2 separate regions of the Mus musculus genome follow, and region 1 is linked to region 2. The links are chromatin contacts, called in public Hi-C maps. All regions are on one chromosome and are shown on one strand. The core of a region is the stretch at or near the end of the contact, and the rest is flanking DNA. Distances in the headings are between cores, read along the strand shown.

What was found. Hi-C and Micro-C count contacts between places; a contact is called where the count stands out from the background.
Region 1: a contact with region 2 is called in a Hi-C map of B cells, with 55 read pairs. A contact is called at or near these places in 4 of 39 promoter capture datasets (embryonic stem cells, hippocampal neurons, pre-B cells and 1 more), 27 of 484 Hi-C or Micro-C datasets (B cells, CD4 T cells, CD8 T cells and 18 more), 14 of 130 datasets of targeted methods (CD8 T cells, the HPC-7 cell line, double positive thymocytes and 9 more) and 4 of 9 other capture datasets (adipose tissue, embryonic stem cells, liver and 1 more).

What each region holds. Positions count from the first base shown.
Region 1 is chr15:74,933,903-74,939,959 of GRCm38.p6, reverse strand. Gm39556 (a long non-coding RNA gene) reads right to left here. Exons shown (of 5, transcript XR_003951655.1): 4 at 5,102-5,434; 5 at 4,518-4,674. Among named protein-coding and RNA genes, the nearest start is that of Gm39556, 10 kb to the right of the region's middle.
Region 2 is chr15:74,748,456-74,754,488 of GRCm38.p6, reverse strand. Lynx1 (Ly6/neurotoxin 1) reads left to right here and starts at 1,510. Exons shown (of 4, transcript NM_011838.4): 1 at 1,510-1,604; 2 at 2,452-2,634; 3 at 2,845-2,946; 4 at 3,062-6,033. The coding sequence starts at 2,583. The coding sequence ends at 3,258.

The DNA.
Region 1 (6,057 bases), core at 3,295-5,794, 180 kb before region 2:
AGCCTGTCAAGAGTTAACAACCCCCTGGTGCTATTAACACTGAAGTGTAAATTTCTTGCCTGGCACAGGGCTGATCTGAAGCAGGGTGATAATCTCTAAAGTAAACATTTATCTGGTTCCTTTTGAAGTCACTCCTCTCGCACCTGGAAAACTTCAACGTGCCTTATTCTGTTACTCTGTATTATAAAATGTCTGAGGCTCAACTGGAACATTACATTCAGATCCAACACCTCTCTTGTGTGTGTGTGTATCTGTTTGTCACTCCATCTGACTCTTTGCCCATCTGCTCGAGAGACTCTTTTCACGCAGACAAACATTAGCCCAGAGGGTCTGCGGCACATGTTCAAATGCTAACAAATGCAGAGAGAGATTGAGTGGAAAGTGGAGTGAAACTATGAACTCTTAAAGTCGTCCTCCCCCACACACACAACAGTGTACTTCCTCAAGCAAGGTTCTTCTCTTACATAATTTCCTCAAGTGTCACCATCAACCCATGTTCAAATGCATGAGCCTATGAGGGACATTTCTCTTTCAAACTACCACACGAGAACTATATTCCAGCCTTGCTTCCTAAGTACTGGCATTACAGACTTGAGCCACCACCTCACCAGCTAGTGATGCGAACAATGTAAACTTTTGTTGTGCTTCATAAATTCTAAAATAAGTTTTTCAGTTTTGTTTTGGTTTTTTGGTTTTTTGGGTTTTTTTGGTTGAAACTTAGCTGGAGTTTACAGAGAGGCCCCTGATGAATGTTTTCTCTGGGCCTGATTTAATGGTGAGCATCAGGAAGAAGAGTAGCTACCTTCACATGGTGACCTTCAGGAGGTTGTAGTTGCTGTCATGGCAACAAAGCAAACTCTATAGCAAATAGCTAGGTCACAGTAATTAAACTGTTAATATTCTTTCTCGGAGAGGGGAGGGGGATCACTGGACCTTCCTAGAGCCCTCCCTTGAGGTTCTAATCACTATGTCCTCCTGCCAAAGCTTCATGAAACCCCAAGCATGTTCAAGTGTGTAGGAAATAGGAAACCAGCTGGGCTTGGTCCGAAGAAACTCTAACATTCACCAAACTGAACCTGAAGCATCTTTCTCTCACTTACCAGTCCCTCCCCATTTTTGGTGAACACACATATCTCTTTTACATCAGCCCAGGAGAATCATAAGTCATGAGACTTTAGCTTGTGTCAACTTGACATACAAACATGTCACTCTTAAGACATAAGCTTTCTTTCTTGTTTCCCAAGTTCTCGTGCTAATATCACAGTATAAAACATAATACAACTTTAACAGTCCCACAGTCTTTAAAAATGGCAACACTTTAAAAAGACCAAGGTCTCTTTCAGAGTTACTATAGGTTCCTTTATAGACAAAATAAGTTAAACAGTTTCTTACTCCAAGAGGGAAGAACCAGGGCATCTTCACAATCAAGCACAAGCCACACCAAATTCCCAACCTTGTAAGTAATTCAAGTGGCAAATGTCTGGGGATTACTCATGATCTGTAGTCATGGTCCATCTCTCAATGTGGCCTCCTCCACCTCCATGTCCTTTCTTGTCTCTCCTGAGACCCCTCACTCAATCCTCAAGTCCCATCTTTCTCTCTCTACTGCCCGATCACAGGCTCTAGCCCTTTATTGACCAGTTAAGTTAGGGAGCAAGTGTTACACAGCATCATTTGATGTACATGAAGATCTGCTCATTGTGAGCAGGGCAACCAGATCTTGGGAGCCAGTATTTAGCATTTAAATACAAGCATCTACAGACCAACTCCCTACATTTTGCCACTACCTCCAGTTATTGATGGTTATCTCCAGTAAGCTAGAGCTTTCATCACAGTTGGCTGGGCCCTCTCACATCAAATATTAACCAAGAAAATGCCCTATAAACTTGCCTACAATCTGATGGAGGCATTTTCTCAATTGAAGTTCCCTCCTCCTAGCATGTGTCAACTTGACAAAACAATTAACCAGCATTCTCTTGAAGTCCAAAAGAGAGGTTTTTTTTTTTCTCTTTTTGTTGTTGTTTTTTAGATCTCTATTATATTGATGCATTATTATTATTTTTGGACAAGGTATGTAGCCCTAGCTGGGCTGGAACTCATTATGTTGACCAGGCTGGCCTCAAGCTTACAGAGATCTGCCAGCCTCTGCCTCTCAAATACTGACAAGCCCAGCCAAAGGCTTTACTAATATGTGTTCCAGAGTTGTAGGAGAGTCTTAGAAATTGAATATGTTTTGGTTATAATACTAATGTAAAATATGTGTACCTTTGATGGGATGGTCACAGGAGATTTACCTATGGCTGTTCTGAGTCTTTTGCTGTCTAGTTTTTGTTGTTGTTGTTGTTGTTTTGTTTTGTTTTTGTTTTTGTTTTTTGTGTTTTGCTTTTTCCTTTAAGTCAGTTCTGGTAAAATGAAACTTACAAACTGATTTTTATGGTTTGGTAAAAAAAATTAGTATCACTTTATAAAAACTCTATTTTATGGTTCAAAGCTATTAGGTTGGGGTGTTTTGCTCTTATTGGTATTCCCACACACCGGAGTACTGATCCTGAGCCTTGATATAATGCCAGTTGTTTGTCTGTCTGTAAAGCTTTTGGAACAGAACTTAATATTTATCTGTAGATTCCTACAACAGGGGCTCCAGGGAACAAAGGAAAATGGAAAAAAAACAAAACAAAACAAAACAGACGTTAGGGTTAAAAAGTGAGTCAAGAAACACCACGGAAGTTAAATAAAGCCAGGTATGAGATAGCCAAATAAGACAAAGGATGGAACTATTGACTATCTGGGCTTGCTCCTATGGGTGGTAACAGAAAAGGTGTGCTTACCTACAATATTCACTGCTAGGGCTTAAGGGCGTGGATGTGCTAAAACTCACCTCACAAATATTCATGGAACTCCTTTAAAATCCTCAGCAGAGACCCCCTCGGCTCGCTCCCCATCTTCAACAGCCCCCTCCAATCTCATTGCTATCTTTAGCTTTCTGAAATAAACCACTTCTTTGCTAAATAAATGTAAACAGTCTATGCTGCCTCTTGACTTCATTCGTTCCTTCAGGAAGGTAAGAACCAAAGCCTCCCTTCCTGTAGCCTCTACCTCAAAGGACTGCGTGACCTCCCGTGGGATGAGGCCTGCCTCAAAGCTCCCCCAGGGACTGCCAAGCAACCCCTGTGCCACACATCTGTGCAAACTCCAGGGCTCTTCCCAAGGGATGGCCATCTGCTCTGAGGAATGACACGTGACACCCAAGTGATGCCCCCAGCCATCCACGGTTGACAGAGTCCCAAGGCCCCTAGAGCTCCTCAGTTGACTTAATTTCGCTTAGAGGTGTTTTTGGTTTGTTTCGTTTTTTAAAATTATGGACTTGCTGTGGAGTCCAAAGTGAGCTTGCGGTGAGCCTCTTTCCTGGGCCTCCCAACTTCTGGTATTACAGGCATTTGCGCTATATTGCTTTACAGTGTTAAAGGCCTTTATGAAGAAGTTTCCAGAAATTGTCTGAAATATTGCCTTGGTTCAAACACTCTCTCAGTCATGATTTCTATCCTTTTTTTTTTTTCTTTTTTTTTTTTTTTTAATACTGAGCCTTGAATCCAGGATTGTGTGCGTGTTAGACAAGCCCTCTGCCTGGTTTACGTGTATGACTTTAGTCAACTACAAACATTGCTGACGTCACAACCCCACACTGATTCAGGGTTCCCAGGTGATTGCTTGCTTCCCCGACTCCTGCCCACTCTACCCACTGTGAAACAAGTCCCTGTCCGGTAACCAACCGTTCTGTGTTAAGTCCAAGGAAAGAGGAGTTAAGAACTGGCACCACGGTCAGCCTTCCTGCCAGCCACTTTGTGAACTTGACTGTAGAAAGCCTTCTGGGGTGCCTCTTGGCAGGAATCTGACATTGGCCAAGGACAGGGAAATGGGTTTCAGACCAGAATCTGACATTGGCCATGATAAGGAAGTAAGCTCAGGTAGGAATCTGACATTGGAGCATGACAAAGAAATAACTGCAGAGCCAGGCGTGGTGGCACACGCCTTTAATCCCAGCACTCGGGAGGCAGAGGCAGGCCGATTTCTGAGTTCAAGGCCAGCCTGGTCTACAAAGTGAGTTCCAGGAAAGCCAGGGCTACACAGAGAAACCCTGTCTCAAAAAAAAAAAAAAAAAAGGGCTCATGCTGCAGCGTTGTTCAATCGTCTCTTTCTTTTCAATCCTCACTCCTGTGCTGGAGAACCCGTTGACTGACTGAGAGGGCTTGGTCACTTGATGACAAGGTTGTTACAGACAACCCAAAGCCAAGCCATGGGCACTCAGACACTGAAAAATATTCTAAGGAGATGGTCAGATCAAATCCCAGCCCCATCTTTATACAATGCATGGCACTATCTGTGGATACCCAAATAGTAAGTGGGGGAGGGCTACTGACTGGCGAGGCGAAGCAAGCAGGATCGGGGGTGTTGGAGTCGCAGTTTCACAAATCGGATTGACAGGGTGTGGTAGTTCACCCGGAAGGCTCCTCCGCGGGGACCTCAGCTGGCAGACTTAAGGTGAGAGGGGTGTATCCAGATCCGGTCCACCTTAACAGCCATAGGTGTGGTCAGGATGGCAGTGTGAGGCCCTTTCCTGCCAGGTTCCAGAGTCTTGTGGTTGTGTCTCTGAATCCAGACAGATTCTGGTTTCACCTGGTTCAAAGCAGTGGGGGTTAGGGAGAGGAACTGACTCATAAACCTGGCACACGGCAGGCCAGAGTTGCTTCTGGACCCTATGGAGGGCTTCCAAGGATTTAAAAAACTTATTTTGGTCATATTCTGCTAAGATATCAGACTGGAGGTTAGGCAGCAGGGGAGGGGTCTCCCATATAGGATCTAAAAAAAAAGAGGGGGACCTAAAATATAGGGGATGTTCCTAGCTCTATATAAGACAAGGAGAGACACTCAGTCAGCGCCAGTTTCAGGGGTTAATTTGGTCAAGGTCTCCTTCAGGGTCTGATTCATCCTCTTTACTTGCCCCGAATGCTGGAGTCTGGATGCACAATGCAATTTTCAACTGGTCCCCAGCACCTGTGCTAGAGCTTGTCAGACCCAAGCTGAGTAGGCAGGCCATACATACCTGGGTCTGAGGCCCTCCAGAAGCTGCTTTGCCAGGACATTGGGAGTCTCCTTCTTTGTAGGGTAGACTTCTACCCATCCTGAAACGGTATCTATAAAAATAACAAGCCGGGTGTGGCGGCGCACGCCTTTAATCCCAGCCCTCGGGAGGCAGAGGCAGGCGGATTTCTGAGTTCAAGGCCAGCCTGGTCTACAAAGTGAGTTCCAGGACAGCCAGGGCTATACAGGGGGTGAGCACCCCCTTTTGCTATCCCCTTTCTCTGAGGGTGTTGGATCTCCAGAGGCCCAGGTGTAGAGAACTCGACCCCCAGAAACTCCGCTTGATGACAGGTCACTGTAATGACAAGAGGTTTTATTACGACGACTCGCGTAGGGTTGCTCAGCCTCGCAGGGAGAGTCAACCCCGATTTGTAAAAAGTACACCTCTTTGATACTCTTTTAAGGGGGGTCATGCAGTTATTTTATTATTGCTTAGCAAAGCAGCGGCACATTTTTAATTTGGCAGAAAACTCTGTCAGCAAGATCTAAGCAGTTTGTGGTTTTCAGACTGAGGCGGGTAGGGGAGTTTTCTCAAGGACTGTTATTTCTGGCAGCTGTAGTCATCATAACCTTGAAAGACCCCACCATAAGGCTTAGCAAGCTAGCTGCAGTAACGCCATTTTGCAAGGCATGAAAAAGTACCAGAGCTGAGTTCTCAAAAGTTACAAGGAAGTTTAGTTAAAGAATAAGGCTGAATAATACCGGGACAGGGGCCAAACAGGATATCTGTGGTCAAGCACCTGGGCCCCGGCTCAGGGCCAAGAACAGATGGTACTCAGATAAAGCGAAACCAGCAACAGTTTCTGGAAAGTCCCACCTCAGTTTCAGGTTCCCCAAATGACCGGGAAATACCCCAAGCCTTATTTAAACTAACCAATCAGCTCGCTTCTCGCTTCTGTACCCGCGCTTTTTGCCCCC
Region 2 (6,033 bases), core at 261-2,760:
GGATATAAAATTAACTCAAACAAGTCAATGGCCTTTCTCTACACAAAGAATAAACAGGCTGAGAAAGAAATTAGGGAAACAACACCCTTCTCAATAGTCACAAATAATATAAAATATCTTGGAGTGACTCTAACTAAGGAAGTGAAAGATCTGTATGATAAGAACTTCAAGTCTCTGAAGAAAGAAATTAAAGAAGATCTCAGAAGATGGAAAGATCTCCCATGCTCATGGATTGGCAGGATCAACATTGTAAAAATGGCTATCTTGCCAAAAGAAATCTACAGATTCTGAATTACTTTTCTATTGGTGGGACAAAACACCACGATTAAGGCAACTTATAAAAGACAGCATTTAATTTTGGCTTACCATTTCAGAAAGGTGGAGCCCAGGAGTGGAGGAGCAAAGGCACGGAGGCAGGAAGAGCTGAGAGCTCAGCCTCAATTCTCTCCCCCACCCCCATGCAGGATTGATGCTTCATCCACCTGCACACCTCCTCCAAAAAGAGCACACCTTTTAGTCCCCACCCCCTGCCCACATCGGGGACCAAATATTTAAGCATATGACTCTATGGGAGCCGATCTTATTTCTGCGCACTGCCACACGGTCTTTGTGGATGGTTTGGAGGAACGGGTATGTTTTCTCAAGGACTAGAGTTTATTGGTTGTTTGTCTCCGTTGTTTTTATTTTTATTTGTTTTTTTTTTCAAGACAGGGTTCCTCCGTGTAACGAGCCCTGGCTGCCCTGGAACTTCCTTTGTAAACCAGGCTGGCCTTGAACTCACAGAAATCCACCTGCCTCTACCTCCCAGCTCCTACTCCTCTGGTGTGTTTGTCTTAGTTCTAAGGCCCCTTGTATGTATGTGCGCATGCACCTGCTGGAAGAATGCCCTATGCACTCTTCGCTATTACTACAGACTTTATTTTCTTCCTCCCACAACAGGAAAAAAAGTAGGATTCGTGAAGAACTATTAAAATTTGGCTGCTTTTGAAACACAATAAAAATAAAATGAATTTTAGCTACATAGAGCAATTATTTAGTGGCACACTTTTGATGGTAAGAACTGCTTGTCAGCCATTGGATTCCTCTAAGGCTTGCTCGAAAGCGTTGCTATGGATCCCAAGTAAGGGCAGAGGTGCGGTGAGGTCCTTCTCCAGGTAGTGCCTCTTCCCAGAGTCAGCATGCCCACACAGTGCAGCTTGGTCTGTGGGGGCAGGGCAGCAGGGATGAGGAGAGCTACGGCAAAACCTGAGGAGAATTTTCAGGAGGTGTATACTCTCCTCTGGGTCGCTACTGGGAATCTTCACATGAGTAGGTGCATTCTGATGCCCAGCGATGCCCAGGCTTTGCTCACTAGGTCCATTACCAGAAAGAGTTTATCCCGGAGACTGAGCCTACAGAAGGCAGGCTGGGGCGGGGTTTGAGCGGTCTCCGGGGCGGAGCGTGTGTCCTGGGGGCGGGGTGGGCGGGGCCAGTCGTGAGCAGGCACTGCGGATCTGTTGCCCCGGCGGAGCCTACTTGGCCTGCCTGCGATGCGGTACCAACACCGCACGAAGTGTGTACAGATTCCCAGTTAGACAGCAGGAGGGACCTGGGAGCGGCCAGGGGTGAGTTTCCATGACGATAGGGATCGTGGTGGTGAAGGGCAAGGGCGAGGTCACTCCACACCCAGCCCGCCCTGGGAGTCCTTCCAAGCAAGACTGCAGTCTTTCGGGCGGAGCTCCCCGAGATGGGGCAGGCTCAGTCGAGCCTCAGGCCAGGCCTGAGGCAGGACTTCAGCATCCCGGGCTGGCACCTAGAAAATGGGTCATAAAGGGTGGGTTGTCTTCCGGGAGGGTATTTTGGTACCCCTACAGCAAGGGCCGGCCCGAGTCTATAGGCAGGGAGGAGAGTATTAGTTCACATCCCCCTCCAACAGTCCCAAACACCAGACCCAGCCTACGGAGCTCTGTCTCGGGCAAGCATCGTCCGGCCCCTTCCCCTGTGGTGAAGGAGTCACACAGCCCTGCACTTCTCTGCGCACGGGGGTTGGGGAGACTTCACGCAGTGAGAGCAAACGCGAGAAGGACCCCTGCCCCACGAAGAGTCCAAACCTGGCTTCCAGTCTTATTTTGGCAAGCCTCTTGCACTCTGGGCTTTGCCAGGAAGAGACTGCATGCCAAGTATCCCCTGCAAAAAAAAAAAAAAAAAAAGACCCCCTGGGTGAAGTTCTCTTTGTGTTTGGCATTCAAGGACTCTGGGACTTCCTGGTTTTCATTGATGTTGCCCATTTTTCCCCGTCTTTAGCTCCCTCCGCCCTCCCTTTTTGCTTGCTTTTGGTCGGAATGCTCCATATCCCACTCCCTCCTCCCATCTCCAGGTAACTGGAAATCAGTGACACCCACTGAGCTGGGAGGGCTCTTGTGCCCGCCCCAGCCCAGCTGTCATTACAAATCTCTGTCATCGTCTATGCAGGGATGTTTTATCTCTAAGAGACCAAGAGCTCAGGCAGGGCTTCTGTGCCCTGCTTCCTCCCTGGCTTGAGCTGGATCCTGGACCAGCTGCTGACCTCCTGTTCACTCTGGCACTGCCCTCACGTCTCCGTCATGACCCATCTGCTCACAGTGTTCCTGGTGGCCCTGATGGGCCTGCCTGTGGGTAAGGTGGACAGAGGCTAGAGGGACCCGGTTGAAGCCTGACCCTGGGAAAAGGTGGGTGGAGAAAGGGCAGGCTGGCCAGAATTCTCTCCCCTTCTGGATGTCCTGATCTGGCCGCCAGTGGAAGTGGGAGGTTGCCTGGAGACAGCTGGGGTCTGACTGACAGGAAAAGGATTTCTTCCTGCTCTCTGATCCCCATCCTCATCCACAGCCCAGGCTCTGGAGTGCCACGTGTGTGCCTACAATGGAGACAACTGCTTCAAACCCATGCGCTGCCCAGCCATGGCCACCTACTGTATGACCACACGAACTTGTGAGTCTGGCATCCTGGAGGGAGGCTTCTACCTGCACTGGTGGACAAGCTAAGACTGGGCTATCCAAGGTTCTGATCCTCTCTTCTGTAACCTTCTTGTGTCTGTCCCCTGCAGACTTCACCCCATACCGGATGAAGGTGAGGAAGTCCTGTGTCCCCAGCTGCTTTGAAACCGTGTACGATGGCTATTCCAAGCATGCATCTGCCACCTCCTGTTGCCAGTACTACCTCTGCAACGGTGCTGGCTTTGCTACCCCGGTGACCTTGGCCCTGGTCCCAGCACTCCTAGCTACCTTCTGGAGCTTGCTGTAAAGCTCGGTTCCCCAAGCCAGATCCACTCAAACGCAACACTCTCAAAAAACACAGTTTCCCTCTCTCTCCCAATTCACTCCACCCAACGCTCTTCCTTCTGACACTCCTCAACTACCACGAGGTCCCATGGCTACCTACGAAAGAACTGATGGCATCCAGATACCTCACTCCAAGGTCATTTTCAGAAGGCTGACATGTGGACCTGTAATGTGCCCACCCATGGGTGGGGCAGGCTGGGCTTCTCCTCTACCCAAGATCAGGGGCATCTGGGAGAATGTTTATGGAGGAGGGGTCATCACTCAAGTCAAGGAGCACTGATTTGATAGAATTAGTAGCCAAACTCCACCTTCAGAACCCTGCCTCAGTCTACCCAGTAGAGGATGGGTCTGCTAGAGGTGAGGGGAGGAGAGCGGCGGAGAATAACGAGCTGGCTAGAAGCAGAGAAAGACTCAGCAGGGCTGTCTCCGAAGATCAGCGCGGCTTGCCAGAGCAAATGTGATGTGGAAGCCATGTGAGGAAGCCCTTTGTCATTTCCACTTATCTGAGGAACTCTGCCAGACCTGATGTTGGGATAGCCATTGGCCAAGGGTTCCTAGCAACGGCGTCATTTCCATAGGCCACTGAAATCCCTCCAGCCCCAGCTCAGCAGGCCCCTTGACCTCCACTACAGTCCTTCATTCACACACCAGCTGCTGGGCCTTGAAGTTGGCAGGGACTTGGGAGCAGGTGACCCATGCTATTTTTTGTCTGGCCTGTTATTCTGGGCATGGCAAGAAGGGATCAGACGCAGGTCAGAGCAGGGCAGTAGGGCGACTGAGACAGGGAAACAGACTTCAGCCAGTGGCTTCCCAGGTCCCGTAGGCAGCTCCTACATCCTTCAGTCTCTTGTTACATTCCCGGGAGACAAATATACAGGGAGCCAAGCCGAGTGCTAGGTGATGACTGCCTGTGAAGTCTATTGTGGCCACAGACTGCTGGGTACCAAGTCTCAGGAGAACCCAGCCTAGATTTAGGAGACACAGATCTGCCTTTCATGCAGTGTAGCTGTCCTTGGGAGCCTTACCATGCTCTCTAACTAGTACCTCAACTCACATGTCACTGAGGAACCCCCTAACACTGGCCCAGCCCAGGGGTCGGGATGCTGGCCAATGTCCATGGAGTGGGACTACCCATGGAGAGTCCTTGGGTCATCACATCACAAATGTTTTATTCCAACCTCCCAGTGGTGAGAGCTCGGGACACAAAGGTCCATCCTGGGGACCTTCTTCCTGGTTCTAGGCAGACCTGAACTCTGTCTGCTGCTAGAGCTGATGTGGTTTTCCGCCTCAGTTTCCTCCTCCGGGGATAGGCCACCGGAGGATTTGGGAGGGTGGGGAGGGCATCCTGCTGATGGGCTCGCCGAGGTTCTCAGGAACAGGAACGGGCGGGGCTTTAGTACACAGGTGAGTTGGGTGGGAACTGGCCCGGAGCTGAGGAGACACTGACTGGGCAGAGGGAAGATGAGTCTCAAGGGAGGGCAGGAAAAGGGAGGGGGAGCGCGCATGCACATGTGCACTCAGTGCAGGCTACAGAGCCCAAAAGGCAGCACTGGCTGTGGTGTCCCCTGAGGCCCAGGCAAGATGCTAGGAGGAAGCCAATGCTGCCCCCACCTGAGCTCACATGGAACATGCACACCACCAGCAGCAGCAGCAAGCATTGAGACTGACCTGTGGACGCCATAGGGCACTGGCAAGGAGGGTCAGAGGCGGGTCCCTGACTCAGTGGGTGAGGCCCGGGAAACATTATCCTGTTACCCTGCGTGTGCAAGATCATTGTCCCCAGCTAGATGGCGTCCTCAACCAAAACTGAGAGGAGCCCCAGTTCAGGTCCTCCCTCCTACCACAAGGGGGTGGTGTGGAGGAGGCTTGATTGCCCTTGGAGAAGCACCGGTACTGCAGAGCTGGGGGCCAGCTTCTTTCATCTGTGTCTAGACACCGACCAGATAGGCCCCACAGTGGCAACACTGCCACACAGCCCTACAAGAAGCCCTGTGCCTAGCTAGCACAGAGCCCCAAAAGGTGCTCAATTAATACAGGGCCAAGCCTGCCAGTGGGGGGGATGCAGATTAGGGGAACAGACCCAGATGGCCTGTCCTGAACCCTGTCTGGGGTGGTGTGATGAGCATCTGTCTAGCCCACTGCAGGTGGCTCTACACACTCCACAACAGTTCTGCAAAAGTGTATGAGGTGGTCATTACTGCGCCCCTCTCACAGGTAAAGGCACTGAGGCACGGAGGAGTGAGGCACTTCATTTTCCTGGGCCATTCAACTTTCCAGGACCAACACATTCAACTATGGGTACTACTCCAATAGCTGGGGTTCTTTGAGGCTGGGCCCCCTGAAGATGATAGTGGCTTCATCAACCAGAGAATTTCAGAGTGCAGTGTTGTAGGAGCCTATGAACCTGAAATGTCAGAACTGGAGGTTTGAGGGGCTGAGGGGTAGGCCAGGGGTGTCTGGCCCCTTGTGTGGAGACAGAGAGAGAGGGAACATGGGATGGGGTAGTAGAGAGAAGTGCAAAGGAGCGTCAGCCTTTCTCAGGGCTAATGCTGTCAGGGACGAGGGCTCAAGCCTGTGAGTGTTCTCACACTGTGATAAACAGTGGCCCCTCAACACAGACGGTGTCCAGAGTGGCCGGCAGTGGTTATCTAGAGTTGCAATCTGGAAGCCTCTTGGTAGTCACTGGAGAGAGGCCGCTTGATGGGACAGCACCAAATGTGTGTGCTTCTGTGGGATG